2 separate regions of the Gossypium arboreum genome follow, and region 2 is linked to region 1. Evidence: chromatin contacts called from public Hi-C data. All regions are on one chromosome and are shown on one strand. Each heading gives the region's core, a stretch centred on a gene start, on an enhancer-like site or on the middle of the called end of the contact. The rest is flanking DNA. Distances are from core to core; before and after follow the strand shown. Region 1 holds the start of LOC108476348 (histone-lysine N-methyltransferase, H3 lysine-9 specific SUVH4-like). Region 2 holds the start of LOC108486201 (ADP-ribosylation factor GTPase-activating protein AGD3-like).

Region 1 (3,352 bases), core at 34-2,533:
TGGGCTAACTCTAGTATTTGATTTCTTTCTTGGGTCGGTTGCATCCCATATCTTCTCAAATTTTGGTAGATTTTGGAACCTTGGGCTAACTCTATTTGATGTCTTTGTTGAGGGAGTTGCATCCCTTTTCTTCTCATTGTTGGAGTTACCACCATTAGGTAGATTTTGAAACCTTGGGCTAACTCTAGTATTTGATGTTGTTCTTGAGTCGGTTGCATTCCATATCTTCTCAATATTTGGTAGATTTTGGAACCTTGGGCTAGCACTAGTATTTGATGTCTTTGTTGAGAGAGCTGCATCCCTTTTCTTCTCATTGTTGGAGTTACCACCATTAGGTAGATTTTGAAACCTTGGGCTAACTCTAGTATTTGATTTCTTTCTTGTGTCAGCTGCATCCCGCATCTTCTCAAATTTTGGTAGATTTTGGAACCTCGGGCTAACTCTAGTATTTGATATCTTTGTCGAGTCAGTTTCATTCCGTATCTTCACAATCTTTGAGTTAGGGCTAGCTCTAGTATTTGATTTCTTTCCTGAGTCAGTTGCATTCCTTATCTTCTCAATGTTTGAGTTCCCAACATTTAGTAGATTTTGAAACCTTGGGCTAACTCTAGTATTTAATGTTTTTCTTGATTTTGTTGCATTCCATATCTTCTCAATGTTCGATTTACCACCGTTTGGTAGATTTTGAAACCTTGGACTAACTCTTCGCTGTATTTCCATTTAAAAAATTGAAACCACGCTACAAGATCTGCATGCAGAGGAATATTAGAATGTCGGAGTAAGCGGAAATACAAAAGAAATTTTCTACTAAAAACACGTCTACAGATCACACTGGCTCTCTAAATTTTCATAGAAAAAAAAAAGAACGGAGTGAATTAGCAGAATCGATTTCAAGGTGCGTAGTAAATCTTTGAGAACATAAAGAACCAGCATTGTTTTATTAGACTCATTCTAGATGGAAAATTGATTTGCAAGTATAGAAAAAAAAAGAAAAGAAAATCGAAGAAAAAGGAGGGAAAAGAGAGTGGAGAAGCCTACCAGTGAAAGGAGAGCTGGAATGTTGGAGGAGACTGAACTGGAAAGTTGCCGTCTTTTAGAATCGAGTCTAGGGTTCGTAAAACTATTCTTCTTGACATGGGTTTTCTGATTTAGAGATTGAGAGCAGCGGGAAAGCTGAGATTTTGACGGATTTGAATAAAAGTCTCAAAGCATGATTCTCACATTCAAGATTCTGCTCTCTGTCATTCAACCTTTTTGCCAATATCATATAATATATATATATACATATATAAACATATTATAAAATACAAGTATATAATATTTTAGTGAATACTAGAAAAATAGGTTAAGTAAACTACATTTAAAATGTTAATAAAAATATTAAAAATAAAAAAAACGCACATGCTTCAAAAAAAATTAAAATCAAGTGTTATAATATCTCTTAACTTGTAAGTTTTCATAGTACCAAAAAATTAAAATACATGTTTTTTTAAATAAATATTTTCACTTTAATTAGTAAAAAAATATCTTCATTCAGACTTTATTTATGATATATTTTTTATATTATTAAAATACTCTAATTATCATAATAATTAATATGTTTAATTTTATTTATTTAATTAAAAACACATAAAATCATTCATGAAAATTGAGAAAAAAGAAGTCCAAAATTATATTACTCCAGAGTTTGTGCCACTAGGCATGTCGAGGACTGTAGGTAAGCCCAAATCAAATTCGAGTAGATTTTTAGGCATTGGGCTTCAAAGTTTAGTACAGTGCTCTAAAAGAAAAAATATTTCAAAATTATACATAAATTTTAATTTAATATATAATATTATATATTTAATTTAATTTTAATTCAATTTTCACAATATAATAGCATTGTTATTTATGTGTCATTATTTTTCATCATATTATATAAAATTGCTAATGCAATATTTTATTAAACTAAAACATAAATTAATAAATTTAAATTATTTTTACGTAGATTAAAAAATATATATCTTTACCAATGTACTAGTGGAAAGATAATTTAAATTTACGTAGATTATTTCCAAAAGAATAATTTAAATTATGTGGAAATATTAAAATTTACTAATTCATTTTTAGTTTAGTAAAATATCAATAAGTAATTTGAATTTTCACCGACTTCAAGAAAAATAATGTTACTTAGATAATATTGCAAGTGTTATATGAAAATTGAATCAAAATTAAAATTTTATGTATAAATTTACACTGGACCGAAATTCTTGTATAATATTGTACATTAAATGAAAATTTATATATGCTTTTAAAATTTATCTCAATATAAAATAACTAAAATTTAAATTTAAAAACAAGACATAACACAATAATTTAAAACGAATCTAAACCCAAATTTCAAATAAAGTAAACCTTGGATAAACTCAAATCGAACGAAATTCAAAGCATTCTATTTATATCAAGCTACTGCCTTAGAGCCAATTTTCTTCTTTAGCAGACTAATATGGAACACTGGATGAATTTTGGCATCATTTGGGAGATCTAATTTGTAAGGTACAGCCTACAGGTCCAATTTTTTGAATGATAGTGTAGGGTCCAAAGTATTTGAGATTCTTTCTTGAGCTATTAAAGTTTTCTTGTAAGGTTGAATCTTCAAAAAAAACCTTATCTCTAATTTGAAATTCTCTCTTAGACATGTTCCTATCTACATAATACTTCATCCTTTGCAGCGTTTTCTCAAATTGCTCAACCAACATTTTGCCAAGTTGTTCTCTTTTTTCAAGCAGCTCTTCAACAATAACTACTCTAGCATTTATGCTTGCTTCCCATGCAAAATCATGGGGTTTATAACCATAAAGAGCCTGTAAGGGTGTCATACCTATGTTTGTACGGAAACTGCTATTATACCACCATTCAGCTAAAGGTAAGTATTTAACCCAATCCTTTGCTTTAAGGAAACACGTACATATTCAATCTTTCAGTTTGTCCATCAGATTCGGGATGATAAGTAGTAGTAAGGTGCCAACTGGTGCCTAAAAGCTTCATTAGCTCTTACCAGATCAAGCTGGCAAAACAAATTATTCCTATCTCATATAATCACCTTTGGAGTACCATATAGCTTATAAACTTCTTTTAAGTAAGGTTTAGCTATATCAGCAGAGTATATGGATGTGACAAGGGTAAAAACTTAGCGTACTTGCTAAATTTGTTTATGATGACCATGATACAACCATACATTTGGGACTGTGGAAGGGCTTCGATGAAATCCATGGTGATGACTTCCCAGCTTTGGTGAGGAATAAGAATTGGTTGCAATTTCTTAGGATAAGCTACATGTTCAAACTTTTTTCTTTAGCAAGTGTCACATTGC
Region 2 (3,461 bases), core at 371-2,870, 200 kb before region 1:
AGGTGACTTGACAACAGTCGGCTTCCAGAGCAAGAAATTCAGCTCCATCAACTCGATTCACATGGATTTCACGGCATTTAATTTAACAGAAAGTTTTTTTTTTTTAATCTTGTTTACAGTTCTTTTTTTCGCTTTATGTGTAATACTATTTGCTTTGAGGTTTCAATTTAACACAACGAAAGGTAAAAAATATATATATAACCGAAAGAAGATAAATAAAATAAAACCCTAGAAAAGAGAAAGTGGAGGAGGAAGGAAGGGACAAGAAAACATAAGATTTTGATTAGAGGAAGTGGAGGTTGTTTTTAAGGGTGAGAGCCTTGGGAATTGAGAGAGTGAGTGAGTGAGGAAGAAACTAAAACAAAAAGGAAAAAGAAAAAGAAATTAATTAGTCCATTTTCCATACATTAAACCTAAAAAATGTCCATAACATGCGTGAAGGTGAGACACAAAGACAACTTAGATAAAAGCGAAAACACACAGACATAATTAGCCCTTCCCTTCCCTTACTTTTTTTTCCTTTTAATCTACGATTTCGTTTGGTGGAGCCAAAATTTTTAACAGCGTGCTGTGGATACCAAAACCTACGTCGTCGTTTCGAGGATGTTCTTGAAAACGGCGTTACGACTGTGTGTTTCTGACAGGAGCTACCTTCCTTACCCCTCCCTCATTCAGAGAGAAAAAAAAGGGAAAAGAGAAAGGTGAAGAGTGCAAGTGGAGAAGCGTGTAATGAAATATCTACTTTTTGAAGTTTGAATTGGTGGGAGATTGGAAAATAACGCGCCATGAGCGAGTGGTAGTAGATCATAGAAACTGAAAGATGCTTCTGTCTCGCTAACTCAGCAATCGAGGAAGCGGGACCCAAACTAGAACTACTCTCTTTCCTCTTCCATTTTGATTTTCTTGCTCCGGTCGGTCCCGTCACCTGCCAAATTTTAATTATCATTCTTTTTGGATAATTGAACGCAATCTGCATAGATTACATTTCCATCCATTGTATTCATATATGTTCCAAATCTTAATTAATCATAATAATTTTTTATAAATTCGAATATTTATTCTTTCTAAATGTAAATTTCTCTGAGACTTGGTGGTGATCAAAATATCTAGCATATATATTATGAATCGGTGGAAAGAGAGGAGGGCGAAGGGTGGGGACCTGAAAATTAAAATTGTAATGGAAAGGCAACCAAGAAATTTCAGCCTTACTTGAGCACAGTTACTCAACTCATCACCGCCCCCAAAATATCTGCAACAATTGAACATGACATTTGTTGTGGGCATTTTTGTTCTGGGCAGTCGAGATGATAGATCCTCTCCTCTGCTCTTTGAGACAGTATTTCTTGGGACCTAAATTTGCTTTTCGTCCATCATATGTTAAGTTCTATATTTCGGGATAGCATTTCTCGAGCTTTGTTAGTGGGATATGAGAACATGTTTGATTGGGATTTTTTCCTTTTTGGTATGACAGTCATTTTATTCGAGCTAAAAAGATGGAGGCTCTTGATTGCTTTGCCGACTATTTTACCTATTTTCATGGATTCTTATAAAAGGTGATGGTCATGCTTGCTAGAATGTAGCAACGAGCTACTTTATCAAATTTCTTTCAACGTTTTCTAGTCTCGGCTTCAGTGATCGGAGAACAATTATTATCAATAACTGTTTTAGTTTGTTACAGTTCATGATAATCATGAAATTCCTGTTGTATTCCTTATTTTCATTCAGTTTGTTCTTTGTCACAGCTCATAACAATTATGAAGTTCCTATTCTATCCCTTAGTTATTTTCATTCAGTTTGTTGTTACTAAGTATGTTTAGTAAGTGAATAAGTATCATTTTCAAATTAAAAATAAAATATTCATTAATTAATATTTTTGTATTAAACAAATATTTGAAAAGCCTTTTGCAATATTTAATATGCATTAAGATGATGCATACGTTTAAATTAAATCTTGAAAATATTTGTAAGTCGTTGCAACGATAATTCCTACAAACATTGAATTAAGTCACATTGGGGTAATATTAATCAACTAGTAAGAACATGAATTTCCATCTAATTAATACGTGAACCTAATTTCTTAAGTATTCACACGTACTAATAATTGCTTCGCATTTGGCCATCATTCTAACTTTAGTAGATCTTTGTGGGAAGTTACTTAATTAGAATGATGTTTAGTGTATAACCATTAAATCAACACCCATCACATCATGTACCAAAAATGAGTCGTCTTGGGACAATCTCAGCGAGTAACATGTATGATTAGTTGTAATATCCCTAAACCGAGTCTAATAGTTTTGAGTATATTTTTCGAGTTCCTAGCGTGAAACTAGGAATTTATGGGGCTTCTAGTAATTTTTAATTTAATTTAGAAGGTTAATTTCATCTAAAATCAATTAAACAATAAGCTGAAAAAATAAAAATATTTTTGGAAAATTAATTTTAAAGTAATTGAATAATTATTAGTGAAAATAATTATTTGGATCGAAAAATATTTTAAATAATTTTTATTGGGGTTAATTTAAGTTAAATTTAAATATTAATTAAATTAGATTAAATTGTAAAATAAGGAAATTTTGGAGTACTTATTTGGCAAATAAACCTTAAAATTTGAAATTTTTTAGGGAAATAATCAATTGGCAAAGTAAGGGAAATGTGGGAGTAGCAATTAGGCAAATTCCCCAAATTTTAAATTTTTGGTGAGTTGTTTCAGTTTTAAGCACAATGCATCTAACCTGCTTTTCACACCATTTACATAAAATTAGAAAGTTATAAAATTAGTTTTCTTTGCATGGTTTTAAAGATCTATTATCAAATAATAGATCCAGCCAATTTTCTTTTCAAAATACACTCTCAATTCATCCGAAATTATTTTCAAAAGTAGCTAAGAATATTCTAAAATTTCTCAAGTTTCTTAAATCAAGATTTTCAATCAACGAATCTAGAGCGAATCAAAGGTAATCTTCAATCCTAAACTTGTTTTTATGAAGATTAAAAATATTTTTACATGATTTGAGAGTCAATTAAATGATTTTTATCAATGTCATCTTCTTCTAAAAACACATGGTTCTTTAATAGTGGATCTTGAATTTTGAGAGGAAATTCGTCAATCAATGGATGTTTCAACTCAAAATGGATCTATTAAAAGGTTTTTGGTATTATTTATCAAGATTAAACATGATTTTTGAGGTAATTTGAAGAAATGTTAATTTCATCATCTTCATGAACCGATTTTCTGAATTTTTGTGAAATTGATTTAAATGTGAAATTGATGCTTAGTATATGTGTATTTGGTCTAGTATTGATGTTTGTAAGTGATTAGGAGGGCTAGAGAGATCAATTTTGTGAGGAATCCAGTTTTTGACTTGATGTTACAAATCCAATAAGGTACCTTTGTAAGAGAATTTTAATTAGTATAGTTAATTAAAAATTGTGTTTATTATATCATTGGAAAGGTGGTAATG

The links. Hi-C and Micro-C count contacts between places; a contact is called where the count stands out from the background.
Region 2: a Hi-C map of leaf shows a contact between it and region 1, with 5 times the contacts expected there. The contact joins the promoter of LOC108486201 here to the promoter of LOC108476348 in region 1. A contact is called at or near these places in 3 of 5 Hi-C or Micro-C datasets (all in leaf).

The regions. Positions count from the first base shown.
Region 1 is chr3:8,741,330-8,744,681 of ASM2569848v2, reverse strand. It overlaps LOC108476348 (histone-lysine N-methyltransferase, H3 lysine-9 specific SUVH4-like), which reads right to left and starts at 1,283. Exons shown (of 16, transcript XM_017778536.2): 1 at 1,039-1,283; 2 at 1-748. The coding sequence starts at 720.
Region 2 is chr3:8,942,476-8,945,936 of ASM2569848v2, reverse strand. LOC108486201 (ADP-ribosylation factor GTPase-activating protein AGD3-like) reads right to left here and starts at 1,620. Exons shown (of 20, transcript XM_017790101.2): 1 at 1,210-1,620; 2 at 511-925.